Regions from separate parts of the Sus scrofa genome. Here region 1 is linked to region 2. The links are chromatin contacts, called in public Hi-C maps. All regions are on one chromosome and are shown on one strand. The core of a region is the stretch at or near the end of the contact, and the rest is flanking DNA. Distances in the headings are between cores, read along the strand shown.

Region 1 (7,128 bases), core at 2,179-4,678, 77 kb before region 2:
CAGAGATCTTAGTTGCTTTCGTTCATCACTGAGCCATGATGGCAACTCCTCAGTGTGCTTTCTAATGTGGCAATTGAAATGTCTTTTGACTGGGGAATGCCACAGCTGATGAGCGCCCGGATGGTTTTGCAGCCCAAAAGGAGGCCAACTTACAGAAAAGTGATAAGGTGTGACTTTTTTTCCCTTAATCGAAAAAGAAAACTATGAAGATTAGGGTTTAGTCCTAGACACAAATTAACCACTTTGGTTCCTAACAGACTGCCTTCATTTCAGCATGCTTTGCCCCATTCTTTGAGTCCTCCTTGAATCAGTTCACTCTACTGGTTCCTTGAATTAATGAAGTACGTAAAACTTTGACACATGCTTATGAATTTTTATGAGAATGACTTTTTTAAAACAATTTGAAAAGAATGCTTTTTCCAGAAGGCATTCCATGGGACAAGATACGTTCCTTGCTTTCAATGAACTTCTAGGAAAATAAGATGATTAAGTCTCAGAAATAGTGAAACAGAAGTCGATGCAGGATGCCTAAAAGCCTTAGGAATACCACAAACCACTAAGTATCCTGAGTTAATCTTTCACTCCAGACCTGCTCCTCTCCTGGTTCTCCCAACTCAGTAAGAGATATTCCGTAGAATTATGATAACTTCCTGGGCTTCATTCTGTCCTGCTTTTCTCCGCCCCTCCAGAGCCAATCCCTCACAAGTTCGATTGATTTGAGGTCTCCAACCTGTCTTCTCTTCTCTGTCACTTCTATTAAGAGTGTCTCACCTGAACCCCTGCAGTACTTCCTAGTTACATTAACTGCTACCAGTTGTGTCCTCTGTAAATAATCCCTGCTTTTGTTTCCAGGTTGATGTAATGTCCAATCACAGCAGCTTGTTCTCTTCGTTCAAATCCCTCCTTGCTTTCCCATGACTCCGTGGGCTTCACTCGCAAACGCTTATGGAAATAAGCACATAACATAAACATGGGATTTGGGACAAAGTAAGACACTGCAGCCGACCCAAGGCTTCAGCTCTGTCTAAGCCACCTGTAGAAAATACAGCTCACACTCTCTTCTTGGTCCAGCCATTAAGTCCTGAATAAATACTGAAGATTCCACTTATCCCGTGTCTTCCTCAAGAGTTGGACACCATGTCCTTTGTTGCCCCAAAGCTTTCTGCGTGTACCCATCTTGTCACTGACCAGGTAGGTAAAATTACTTGTTCTATTCACCCCAACTTATATCCCCACTGGATCTGAGCTGAGAGCAGAGAATGTGTTTTTCAGTTTTCGATCTTAGGCATCTAATACATTTTCTGATACCTAACAAGTCTCACTAAATCATCCTAGTTCTATTGTTTATATATTGGGCTCTTGGAGGGAGTCCTTTTTGCATTTCTTAACTGAAGTTGAGTCAATTTACAATATTAGTTTCAGATGTACAACATAGAGATTCAGTATTTTTATACCTTACGCTCCATTTAAAGTTATTACAAAATATTGGCTACATTCCCTGTGCTGTGCATGATATTCTCGCATTTATTTATTTTATACCTCGGGGCTTATACCTCTCAATCCCTTCCCCTCTGGTCCCCTCCCCCACTCCCCTCCCCCTGCTGGTAACCACTAGTTTGTATCTGTGAGGCTGCTTCTGCTTTGTTGTAGTCATTACTTTGTTTTACTTTTTAGAGACGCCTCATTTCGCACTTGGTTGACAAAAGAAGGCTCTGTGACCACGGACATAGGTAACTTGGCCATTTTCTGGAAAGTGGTTTTATTGTTGTTTCTGGGGGTTTGTTGGCTGGTTTCGCTCTTACGCAAGAGTTTGGTGATCTCTTCCTTCATTATTTTATTTTTAAAACAATAATTTTGGCCCATAAACAAAAAGCTCTTTAGAAAACAGACAAACAACAACAACAACAACAAACAACGCAAAACACATTCTCTTCCTGCTTTTATTCTCCCGGTTGAAGTGCTCTATTCCCTGTATTCTACTCTCTGACCACAGGAGGGAGCATTTGCCTAGAAGTCCAGGAAGAAGCGCCCGCTCAAAGGAAATCTGAAGCTCATTTTATGGGGCACTTTGTGTCCCTTGGGTTTCCTGCGTCTCTTCCGCACATGCCTAGGAAAGCAGTAATCTCAACAGAAACACTGCTTTGTCTACTTGGCTGGCACGGCATTTCACCATCTTGGGTTTTTCAGCCTCTGTTCACTTCAGGGAAGCTGGGCTGTTGTCTTCCTGCAGGCAGCAAACTCATTTGCAAACACCAAAGGCTTAGGGACCAATTACTCAGTCTCCAAGTATTCCAGACTCCCTAAAACGCCAAACAAAAAGGGTCAAGGCAGCTCATCAGATTCGCTCCCCCATCCTCCACCCCCAAAGCAAGTCCTCCCCGGAGAACAGCCAAGGGAAGGCATGTCATTGTGTCCAGTTTCTCTCTGTGAATGTACTTGATTTTTTTTTTTTTTTAAATCACAGTTTAGGTTTTAAAATACCTTTGCCAAAACATACTATGTTTCCTAGCGGAATTTTTAAAGAGAAAAATAGGGATTTGCCCTTAGAAAACATTTACCTCCCAAGAAGTGCAGGAATGAAAAACAGCAACCATTTCTTGTTGTTTGCACAAAACATTGGCTAGATAAGCTTTTATTCCATTAGCCTGCCATCCTCAACCATAAACGGCATTTTATACATGGCTCTGTAATTGACAAAGGATCCCTGCTTCTTAGTGCTGGCGTCTCCCCAGTTCTATGGGGGCTGCTGTGGGAAAGCACAGTTCAAAACAAGCCAGGTGCTTCAGTTTTATTTTAACTGCTGATGGAAGTAAAGCAGAATCCCAATTATGCTGTTGCTCTTTCCATCCTGGTTTTCTTTCTACTCGGAGAGGTCGCGTGTGTGCAGAAGACAGACAGACTGGGCCCTGGTTCTAGGTCTGCCACTAGGTATGTGTCACTGAGTAACTACTTGACACCTTTGCTTCATTTTTGTGAAATGGGATAAATAAGATAATTCCCCTTGGCGGGCTGTTGTGAGAATTAAATGGGATCCATAGCAGAATTCGTACCAAAAGTTTTCATGTGTGGCTCAGTTAAAAGGGCTGGATCGACAGCAGTCTTCAAATATCACATTTAAAAAAAATGTTGTTGGTTTTTCAGATCATTTATAAGGATAAAGGATATAGCAGCAAAGGTTAATAGAAGATTTTAGCTCTGAAAGAACAGCATTTGCTGTTTCCTCCAGACATCCTTGTTTTCCCAGGCCTCCGGGACTCTGACAAAGCCAAACAGCAGGTATTGTGCCAGAGCACTGCAGTGTTAAGTGAATAAGCGGGCATTTAGGTAAAGGACTAAGCCAAAGTGTTACTGCTCAGCTAGGGTTAATAGGGAGCAGAGGAGGAGCAAACGAGGGGCGGGGCAAGTCCTGGGCAAAGTCCATCAGGCTTTCCTGGAAGCCTTGCAATGCCCCCTTTCCACCACAGGGGGCCGCTATAAGGAACCACTGTGGTCTGGAGTACCTTGGCTTCTGACAATTTCCTTTTCCTTCGAGAACTACCTGTTTAATTTTTCATGTGTGTACACCAAAACAAGAGGCATTTTTTAAGACCCGAAAGAGACCTTGACCATTTACTCATTCATTTGTTTATGTCTTCCTTTTTCAACAAATATTTATTGACCAGTTACCATGTCCTGCTCACGGCTGTGTATGACAAAGAATTACCTGCGTAACTGACTTGTCTATTGGCAGACCTCGTAAACAGCAGAGCCCAAATGAACGTCGGATCATCTGACTCCGAGTTCAGTTAACTTTCCACTTAAAATATATGTGCATATATATTCATATAATTAATGCATTGTATAGTGTATAATCCTATATATATCATGATAGATATTAATATAATTATGAATAGAGCTAACATACAATTAATTATATATTAAATGAATAACAACAGAACAATGACTGAGCCCCTACAAGTGTCAGAATTTTTTAATACATTTTTTCATAGGCTATATGGCCTCCAGAGTAGTCTTTTGAGTCCTAGTCTGTTCCCCATTCATTCTATGACCTAAATCAAGTTAAAGAAAGTTTCTGAGCCTCGATTTTCCCATCCATAAAATGGAGCTAATACAACCTGCCTGGCCGGGTTATGGTAAGGATCAAATTTCAATATAGTAAAATGAAACACTGTAAAAATAGACATGAAATGCAAGGTGCAGGGTAGGGGCCCAGGTATTTTCATTCATGCTTTAAACAACTTCACGTTTCCTAACGAGGAAACCAACATGTAAAGGTTGCTAACTTGACCAAATTTGTTCGGCTAATAAGTGGCCGAGCTAGAATTTAGAATCAGAACTCGGATCTAACTTGAAAGCATGAGCTCTTTCCACTATATCGTGTTGCCAGTGTGCTTTTTGTCCGGAGTTAGTGGCTCGTTGAGGTGAAAGAACGTTTAATGCTTGCTCACAGTGCCTCGATTAGGCTTCCAGGTCCACACAAATCTGTTAAACAAGCACCGTCCTTAGACAAGGGGAGAAGAGAGAAGAGCAAAGCTGTGTTTTCATTTTTACCCTTTCTGTTGACAGGGAATGTCCTTAGGGTAACAGCACACTTGTTCGTGAACAAGGAAAGGATACGGCCCTTCACCTTATAAAAACCTGTGAATCCACTGCGATCGGCCAAGAGTCCTTTTTTCTTTTGACCTCTTTTCAAGTTGAAAGCAAGATTCTCTTCCCAGTTTCCATCCCCTGCCTCAACAGAAGGGAGCACTGACATCCCGCAGCCCAAACAGGAAGAGGTGGGACTGGGGGAAGACAAGGCAGTGCCCATCCTGATGTGGGGGAGTGGACACTGCCAGCTTGGTGGGAGCAGACAGGCACTCAGCCCCTCCCACTCCCAACATTCCCTCTTCTGCCCCCAAATGTTGTCTTGGAGTTAAAAATAAATACAGGAGTTCCCAGTGGCTCAGTGTGTCGGGAACCTGTTGTTGTCACTGCTGTGTCTCAGGTTTGATCCCTGGCTCAGAAATGTCTGCATGCCATGGGCGTGGCTGGAAAAAAAATTTAAATAAAAAAATGAAAATAAATACGTATTCCAGAAAGGCCCTGGGCAAAAATGTAAGTAAATGAAGGTATTAGAAGCCATTAACAGAAAATCAATTTTTATTAGACTGTCTAGCTGCCCTGATCTATTGCCCTGAAGGAAAAACATCGTGAATAACAAGGAAAGGTCCTCCTTGGGGAATAAGGTTTTCCTGAGACCCAGTTGAGGAGGGCTGCATGGGGAACCAGGATCAACAGAGACACGCTGTGTGTGCTGGGCACACAGTGGTGCTGCTGAGCCGGCTCCAGGAAGAGCGAGCGAGCCTTGGTTGATGCTGCAGATTTCTCTGACCTAAGCGCTTCCTCTGTGGCCGATTTCAAGCCACTGATGACAAATTTCCTGAGTATTTAACAGTTGGCCTTCAGGGCTGGTACAAGCCAGCTCAAGTACATCCTTACCAGTAATTTGGGGAGGACGAAGCCACTTCCTGCCCATTTGTTACCGTATGAGTGATAATGTGCCGTTTCTAAGTAGGTATGTGTTTATCCCTATAAAGCCCTGTGTGCTGTGCACCCCACCACACCCCTATAATAGCAGAGCGCACAGAGGAGAAAATAGAGCTAAGATGAACTGTCAGCACAAATCAGCGCATGTAACAACTGGTACAATCTGAATCAATCTGTCTTTTTTAAAAAAGGTTTTGGAGTATAATTGACTTACAATGTTGTGTTGGGTTCGGGTGTACAGCAAGGCAAATCAGTTGTTTCCCACATAGGTTATTACAAACTATCGAGTAGATGTTCCTGTGCTACACAGTAGGGTCCTGTTAATTATCTGTTTTATGCAATAGTGTGTGTGTTACTCCCATCCTCCTAATTCCTCCCTCCCACCCTGACTCTGTTCCCCCCATGGTAACCGTAGGTCGGCTTTGGAATCTGTGAGTTTGTTTCTATCTTGTAAATAAGTTCTTTTGTATCACTTTTTATTAGAGTCGACATGTAAGTGACATTTGTCTTTGTCTGACTTCACTCAGTATGATAATCTCTAGGTCCACCCATGTGGCTGCAAATGGCATTAGTTCATTCTTTTTCGTGGCTGAGTAGTATTCCGTCATATCAATATACCACATCTTCTTTATCTACTCCTCTGTTGATGGACATTGAGGTTGCTTCCATGTTTTGGCTATTATAAATAGTGGTGCAAGTATCTTTTTGAGTTATGGATTGATGGGTCCTATGGTAGTTCTATATTTAGTTTTTGAGGAGGCTCTACACTGTTTTCCATAGTGGTTTATAGTCCCACCACCAGTGTAGGAGGGTTCCCTTTTCTCGACAGCCTCTCCAGCATTTGTTGTTTGTGAATTTGTTAATGATGGCCATTCTGACTGGTGTGAGGTGAAACCCGTTGTAGTTTTGATGTGTAGTTCTCTAATACTTAGCAATGTTGAGCATCTTTTCATGTATTTTTTGGCCCTCTATCTGTCCTCTTTGGATAAATGTGTATTTAGATCTTCTGCCCATTTTTTGATTGGGTTGTATTTTTTTAATACAAAGCTACATGAGATGTTTGTGTATTTTGGAGATTAATCCCTTGTGGGTTGCTTTGTAAGTCTGTCATTTGTGTTGCACCAGTGTCAGTTTCTTAGCTTGGCCTGTGCTAGATTCATACATGTTGCCATAGGGAGAAGATACAAGGGATGACAGTTTTCTCAATTTTGTGTTTATAATTATTTTTAAATAAAAAGGGGGGAAAACCTAAAAATTACAGGAAAGTGTAACAATGACAGTAAAATATCCCCTAAAATTATACCGCACAGAATTAATTATCAGTGTTGTTAGGTGGCCGTCATCTTAGACATCTTTCTTTGTAAATATTGAAGTGGAAGAATAGGGGTTGAGGCTACTTTTAGGGAGAGAGAGTCTTAGTAGATCCTATTTTTAAATGCATTTACATAATTTAATTGTACTTGAATTTATCAAAAGAACCTGTAAGAATCAGTAAATTTCACACAAATTGCTGTTAGTGCGCACGCGCGTGCACACACACACACACACACACACACACACACACACACACTGGAGTATCAGATTTCCTAAATGACCAGA
Region 2 (6,956 bases), core at 3,210-5,709:
AAAGCTAAAGTTTCAGAACATGGTCAAATTCATGTTTATAAACTGCATCATCTTAATGACATATATGTGAATATGCTCTGAGATGTTTACTGAGCACCTACTGTGTGTCAGGCACAGTGCTGAATATTCTGCAAAGACTGCCTTAGTCATTTATGGCATTTATAGGGTAAAAAGGGAGGAGGGGCTAACATCTGTACTCAAAGTGGGAAAGAGGTGATGTCAGTTCAAATTCCTGCAATTCAAGGAAGGAAAGAAAGGATGGATTTTATTTTGGTTTTGGTTGGTTTGTTTTTGGCCGACAGCATGAAGAAATTCCCCGGCCAGGGATCGAGCCATAATAGTGACAATGTGAGATCCTTACCCACTAGGCAACAGGGAACTCCCAGAGGGTGGCTTTTGATCAGAGATGTTTAAATTCACTGGTGAATCAAGGTAAAAATTTAATTCCTCTCTTTTCTCCGTGTTTTGAGTGTGGAGGCATAAGCTTCGTGAGTAGTAAAATTTTATCTTCTGTTGGGTAGATTTTTGCCTTGTAAGAATGCAGTGCGATTCATTTTGCATAAAATATACTCCGGGCACTGCCTTAGGGGGATTGCTCTGCGCAGGCCACTGCTTACTGTCCCCGATCTGATCTGTAGGTAATCGAATATGCCTCCGAATACGTTTCCCTGAAGTTGCAACCAGATATACAATGGGCTGCCCACAAGCCATCTCCGTGCACAAGGGCAAATCATTTACTGCAGAATTACAGGAAATGCAAATTTGACCTCGTGTGTGACAGGGCAAAAGCTCTATTTTGTGGCCCATGTTATAGAATTAGCTTGCTGTGTGCACATTTGGGGACAACTGTTTCATTGGAAAGTGATACAAGGTGGCCAGCGACACGTGGTGCTCTAATATGTGTGACTGCCCTAGGAAATGGCTCTTCCCCCTGATAGGGAAGGACGGGGCAAAATCACTGTGTGCTCATGGGGCCTTTGTTAGGGGGGCATCAGTAGGATATTTCTTTCTTTTTTTTTTTTTTTTTTTTTTAGGGCTGCACCAGTGGCATAGGGAGGTTCCCAGGCTAGGAGTCGAATCGGAGCTACAGCTGCCAGCCTACCCCACAGCAACACAAGATCCGAGCTGCGTCTGTGACCTACACCACAGCTCACGGCACCACGAGATACCCAGATTCTTAACCCACTGAGGGAGGTCAGGGATTGAACCTATGTCCTCCTGGATACTAGTCGGGTTCGTTAACCACTGAGCCACGACAGGAGCTCCTGAGGATATGTGCTTGTCTTAATTAAGGTTAACCTCTGCCCTAGAACAGCTGAGGACACTCAGAATTATTACCTTTCCTTTTCTTTTTTTTTGGTCTTTAGGGCCGCACCTGCGGCATACGGAGCTTCCCAGGCTAGGGGTCGAATTGGAGTTGAAGCCGCCGGCCTATACCACAGCCACAGCCACGCGGGATCTGAGCCGAGTCTGCAACCGACACCACAGCTGATGGCACTGCGAGATCCTCCACCCGCTGAGCGAGGCCAGGGATTGAACCCGCGTCCTCACGGATGCTAGTCGGGTTCGCTAACTGCTGAGCCAGGACGGGAACGCCTCAGAATTATGTTCTTTGCTAACGTCTTACTTTTGGTCTTCCCTTTCATTATCTCTTTGCCTCCTCACGACCAGACTCTGTCATGGGGCAGTTTTTAAGAGGCCAGGCTCCGAATTAGCTGGCAGAGAAGTTGAATTCTAGCTTGAGGTGCTTGCTCTGTGATACTTTGGGCGGGGAACTTAACGTGTCCAGGCCTTCTTCTCTCCAGTGGTGAAATGAGGAGAGACTTCACACCACATTTATAGGGTTGTTACAAAAGTTAAGGCAGTGCACAAGCAATTCTCTTACTCAAGGACTGAAGTCCTTAATAATCCTAAGTGGGAGAGGCAAACTCAGAGGAGAAAGACATCTAGAAGTTAAGCAAGACGCTTGGCCTAAGGCCCTGTAGCTACAGAACTGGAGTCAGAATAGCTTTTCCCATTTCAGTCTTCGTTTCAAGACTGCTTGGGCTTTCTTAATTCAACACATGTGTGTGTATGCAGCTGTCGACTCTTACAGGGGATGTTTCGGCAACAAATGTAATTATGCAGCAGATACGTTGCAATAGGCACAGCCGTGAGGCAATGGCGCTCCTGCGATGGGGCCCAGCTACGCCCACACGCGGGAATACACACAGGCATGCATCTTCGTTCCGAACATGCTCCTCTCAGAGGAAATCTTGGACTCTTTGCATGTATCCTGCTTTCGGTTGCAACTCTGGCGTGACTTGGGCCTTTACTCAGAGCCTCAGCTTCTTCACTAGTAAAACAAGGGCACCTGACTCGCCGTGTTATTAAGATGAATTAAGACGCTCTATGGAAATTCTTAGCCCTGAGCCTGGCACAGAATAAATTCCTAATAAATGTTAGTTATTATGTTTATTGTTGCCTGTGCGGATGGTGGAGGTGCCAGAGGTGTCTGCAGAGAGTCAGAGAGGGAAGACGTCAAGTTTTTTCTGACCAGCCGATGAAAAAGCTGGCCAGCTTATTTTCTTCTTGGCTCTTGGGATTATCTGACCCGATCTTATTTACCATGAGTTTCCCCCCATTCGAATTCTGTTCCACAGAGCAGGGAACCCAGGACAGCGCTGGACCCATAACAAGCCCCCCCCCCAACAGTCCGTAAATGAATAAATGAGGGGAGGAGAGGTTGAGAGCAGTGGGGAAGGGAGGGAAATAAACTATGAGAGCAAAGCGGGAGGGAATGGCTGGTTTGACTGATTTCTCACACGAATTTCTGGGTCCATCCCCAACCAGCATTTCTTAAAAAGGTGCAGCTATCCAGAGGAAGCCGGCTTAAGAAATGAGGCGTAATTTTGATAGCACACAGACAGTTTTGCAAATGCCTTTCTACTCCCTGGGGTAAGCATAACTGCTGTCAACTTACTTGTCTTTGATCTGAGTTCACAGCACCTTCCACCCCTCAAATCTTCAAGGATGTCGCAGGCCTGTCACTGGGGCCGCATTTTCCAATATTCTAATTTCCCCCTAAATTGGAGTTCAGAGTTTCATTTCATCCGCTTCAGGGCAGGTGCTTTCAACGCTGTGTCTGTGCACAAAGCCTCTGAGAGGAGCTGCCACTGTGGCACAGGGGGTTAAGGACCTGGCATTGTTGCAGCTGTGGCTGGGATTCCGTCCCTGGCCCAGGAACTTCCATATGCTGTAGGTGCAGCCATTAAAAAAAAAAAAAAAATCTACGAGATACTTATGGGCATTAAATGAATCAATACATATATGCAAAACAATTACACTAATGAGTGGCACACAGCAACCGTGCCATAAATGCTCCTTATTGTTGTTGTTATTATTATCCACTCATTCCAAAGGGATTCATGGAGTACCTTAGGTGCCTATAGATATTCTAGACTCAAGATATTCAAAGGTAAACTAAACAGACCAGTTTTCTGCCTTCATGGCGCTTATAATACAGTGGAGAATTCAGGAAATGAAGTTGAACATGTTGGGCAGACTGTCAAGGACTGAGCTACCCAGATGGAGGGTGTAGACCACACTCTGGGTGGGGACAGGCCCCCATCTGCCTGTTTAACACCCTCAGGCTGCTGTCTTCTAAAGAGCATAGGAGGCCCTCAGTTCTGATGGATGACTAAATAAAGTCACAGGGGTGACTTTCCAAGAGGGGGCCCAGTTTCGGGTGGGCATTACAGGTTCTGGGTTTGGGCTGGGTGTGCAGATGCCACGCAAGCTCTGCAGTTCCTGGACTCTGTGTTAATGTGGCAAAGTTTGGCTTAGAGGGTCCCTGGGTGGACGCGGGGGAGGGGATGACGTGGGGAAAGCATGTACCAGAGTAACACTGTGTGCGCGCCAGGGAACAAGAACCTCCAAGTCTCTGGTTGTACATTCTGGAGCTAAGTCTGGACTTGGGGGGAGGGCCGGGGGAGGGCTCTGACCTCAGTGTGTGAGGTATTATCCGCCAGGGGGTCGTGGTCCCAGAATAGGGAGGGTATTAAGAGTATTTTGCAAGGCATGTCCGTGATCTGTCATGTGACGGTGTGTAAGACAAATTAAGAGGGGATAAAAAGCAAAATCTAAAGGGGTGCCCATCAAGGAAGAAGGGGTTTAAGAGTGGGATGCAATGACAGGCTTTTGTGATTATCCATGACGCCCCTCCCCAACCCCCCACGAGGAAAACCTGTAAATTCGGGAGCTCCTTGCGTGAGGGTGCAGGTTGGTGAGGCAGATTCTAGACCTGGGAGCAATTGGGAGGCCATTCTAAGAGCAGGATGCGGCCAATCTGGGACTATAGGTAAACAAAGTCCAAGCTTGGGAGTCTGGTAAACCTGAGTTTCTATGTGTGTCGACTTCGCTTTGAAATCCAACCGCCTGAGCGGGACAGAGAGGTTTGTGCTTGTAAGGCCAACTGGGGAGTAGTAAAGCACGGCTTGTGCGCACGTGTTGAGTGCAGCAAGTTCTTGAGTGTGAATCTGGGGGTTGTTGGGCAGCGGGGAGTGTGCGTGTGCGTGTGAGCGCGCGCGCGCGCCAAGTTGCATTTCTCCTGGGATGGGCGGCTGGGACGCGTGATCGCCAGAGGCCACGTTAGGGTCCCCAGCGCGGAGGAGGTGCGGCCGGCGGGGCGGGCGGGCGGGCGAGCGCAACGCGCAGCAGCTCCGGCCCCCGCGCCGCGCTCGCTGGCTCGGGGCTCGCTGGGGACTGGCAGGAACCGGAGCAGCACTGCCGCCTCTGGCGCGAAGGCTCAGGCGCCTCCTCCCGCCCCAGTCACTGTGGCTCCGCGCACGCTGCCGGCAGCTGCCCTTTCCGCCTCTCGGGAAGAGGACCCGCGGGCCGCCGTCGCGATCCAACCATGGCCTCGGGCCGCAGAGGCTGGGACAGCTCCCACGAGGACGATCTGCCCGTGTACCTGGCCAGGCCGGGCACCACCGACCAGGTCCCGCGGCAGAAGTACGGCGGTATGTTCTGCAACGTGGAGGGCGCCTTCGAGAGCAAGACGCTGGATTTCGATGCCTGAGCGTGGGGCAGCGGGGCGCCAAGACTCCCCGGAGCAGCCAGGGCAGCGGCCGCGGCTCGGCGAGCCGCCCCGGCGCCGAGGGGGACACCCCGCGCCGGGGCCAAGGCCGGGAGGAGAGCCGGGAGCCCGCGCCCGCGTCGCCCGCGCCCGCCGGGGTGGAGATCCGGAGCGCCACCGGCAAGGAGGTTTTGCAGAACCTCGGCCCCAAGGACAAGGTAAGGGGGGCCCGGGTCTCCTCTCCGCCTGCCCGCGTTCCCTTCCCAGCCCCGGGGCGCCAGGGCCCGGACACAACTTTCTCCCGCTCACTTTGCACGGGAATGGAGGACGAGGGGGAGGAAGCGGGCATCCTCCGCTGGGGGCAGCGAGACCTCCCAGCCGGGATCTGAATGATCGGCGCGTCCTCAACCGCAACGTCTTCGTGCGCGCGGGACGGAGGCGCGTGGGTCCCCCCCGCCTGGCTGCCGCGTCCCCGGGCCATCGGTTCTGAGTGGGTGTGTCAGTCCGGCCAGCCCGGAAGGCTGAGTGGTTTCCAGCCCTTCTCTCGGTCTGAGTACCCAGCAGCACGATTGTCTTGGTGTCCCCGCTGACGCTAGATTAGATCTCAAGGGTCATCACCAGGGCGGCGGGCAACGCGGTCTTGGGAAAACAGGGGGTCGTCGCCATAGTACCCGGATGAAAGTAGGGGATGGGCGGTACCCCCCCGCCCCCTTCAAACATCAGCCCTGTCCCTGAAACTTTTGGGTGTGGAGCGACCAGACTAAACACCCGAATCCCCATGCCTCTTTTCAGTCCTGGATTGGCATTTCCCATCTGTGCTTGTAAAGTGTATATTTGTGTGGGTAGTTTGGCACAAGCCTGGGGACCCAGCTTTCTGGCGAAGAGTATTATTGTGTTTTTGAAAATCAGCCAGAGTATGAAGGGTGCACGTTAAAGTAGCACCAGCTGCAGGTTCGCTGCTGCTCTTCCATGTGCCAAAGCCAGTTTCTTCTGTGTGTGTGTGTGTGTGTGTGTGTGTGTGTGTGTGTGTTTGAGACACTCAGGTCACCCTGAGCTGACTTAAGATATGGCCCTGAAATCCAGCTTGCCCTCATTTATTTGTTTATTTCATAGGCAATCAGGACCACAGTTCAGAAAATTCAGGGCCTGGACAGGGTTGGAGGACTGGGAGTTCAAGCTGCTTTTGAGGTGGGGAACAATAGTAACCAGATACCTCACCCTGGTTTTGAGAATGGCTGCAGAATCCCGCTGCATATATTATATCACTAATACGCTCTTATGAAAAATAACCTGAAATGGAAATGTGTGCCTCTGAGCAGTGACAGTTAACGCTACCCCAAGTTTTAGATGTTTTTCCATTAAAATCCAGCGAGCCAGGGAAGGAGAGGCCAATCTGTGCACTCTTGGATTTTTGCAAGTTTAAAAAACAACAAAGCTTTAACTATTGATTACAGGGAAAGAAAGTACTGAAATGAGTACTGTTTAAAGGCGCCTTTGGGGAGCAGAGCGGTGCGTTTGTAATCACTCATTTAGTTTGTGCTTTTCATCTGTGGTTTAGAATAGGGAATTCCTCTAGGCCCTGCTCAAATCCCCTTTTAGGGTAAACTTCTGGTCTTGTGGCGAGGGTTTGGCTGATTTCTAAACTGAAGAATGGCCCTAGGGAAAGGTTCCTGCCTCCCTTCAGGTCTGACTTTGATCACTATTGAAAGAGTCCCTTCCTGACTCCAAGGGGCGGGAGAAGTGATGGGAAAATCGGTCACAATTGCTGTGAGTCAGGGCTGTTCCCTCTGCTGCAACACCCCTGATGTAAGCCAGATAATATGCCTGGTTTGCAAGATTGAAGAATGGTGACTAGAGGAAGGAAAAATGTTAAACCCACCAATTCTTTCGTTTCCCTTCC

Evidence for each region. Hi-C and Micro-C count contacts between places; a contact is called where the count stands out from the background.
Region 1: a contact with region 2 is called in a Hi-C map of omental adipose tissue, with 1.8 times the contacts expected there. The contact joins the enhancer-like site here to the promoter of DPYSL3 in region 2. A contact is called at or near these places in 12 of 47 Hi-C or Micro-C datasets (adipocytes, alveolar macrophages, embryonic fibroblasts and 7 more) and 1 of 2 datasets of contacts at active chromatin or transcription factors (skeletal muscle).

Annotation. Positions count from the first base shown.
Region 1 is chr2:148,850,196-148,857,323 of Sscrofa11.1, reverse strand. LOC110259532 (a long non-coding RNA gene) reads left to right here. Exons shown (of 3, transcript XR_002341971.1): 1 at 1-1,191; 2 at 1,675-2,928; 3 at 3,142-4,960. Among named protein-coding and RNA genes, the nearest start is that of DPYSL3, 77 kb to the right of the region's middle. Within about 2 kb of position 3,428, at least 10 of the 83 cell types and tissues checked have an H3K27ac peak or open chromatin away from gene starts, as enhancers often do. A contact at or near this core is called in mesenteric adipose tissue and omental adipose tissue, where this site is marked.
Region 2 is chr2:148,774,558-148,781,513 of Sscrofa11.1, reverse strand. It overlaps DPYSL3 (dihydropyrimidinase-related protein 3), which reads left to right and starts at 4,459. Exons shown (of 15, transcript XM_003124066.6): 1 at 4,459-5,051; 2 at 5,054-5,274. The coding sequence starts at 4,895.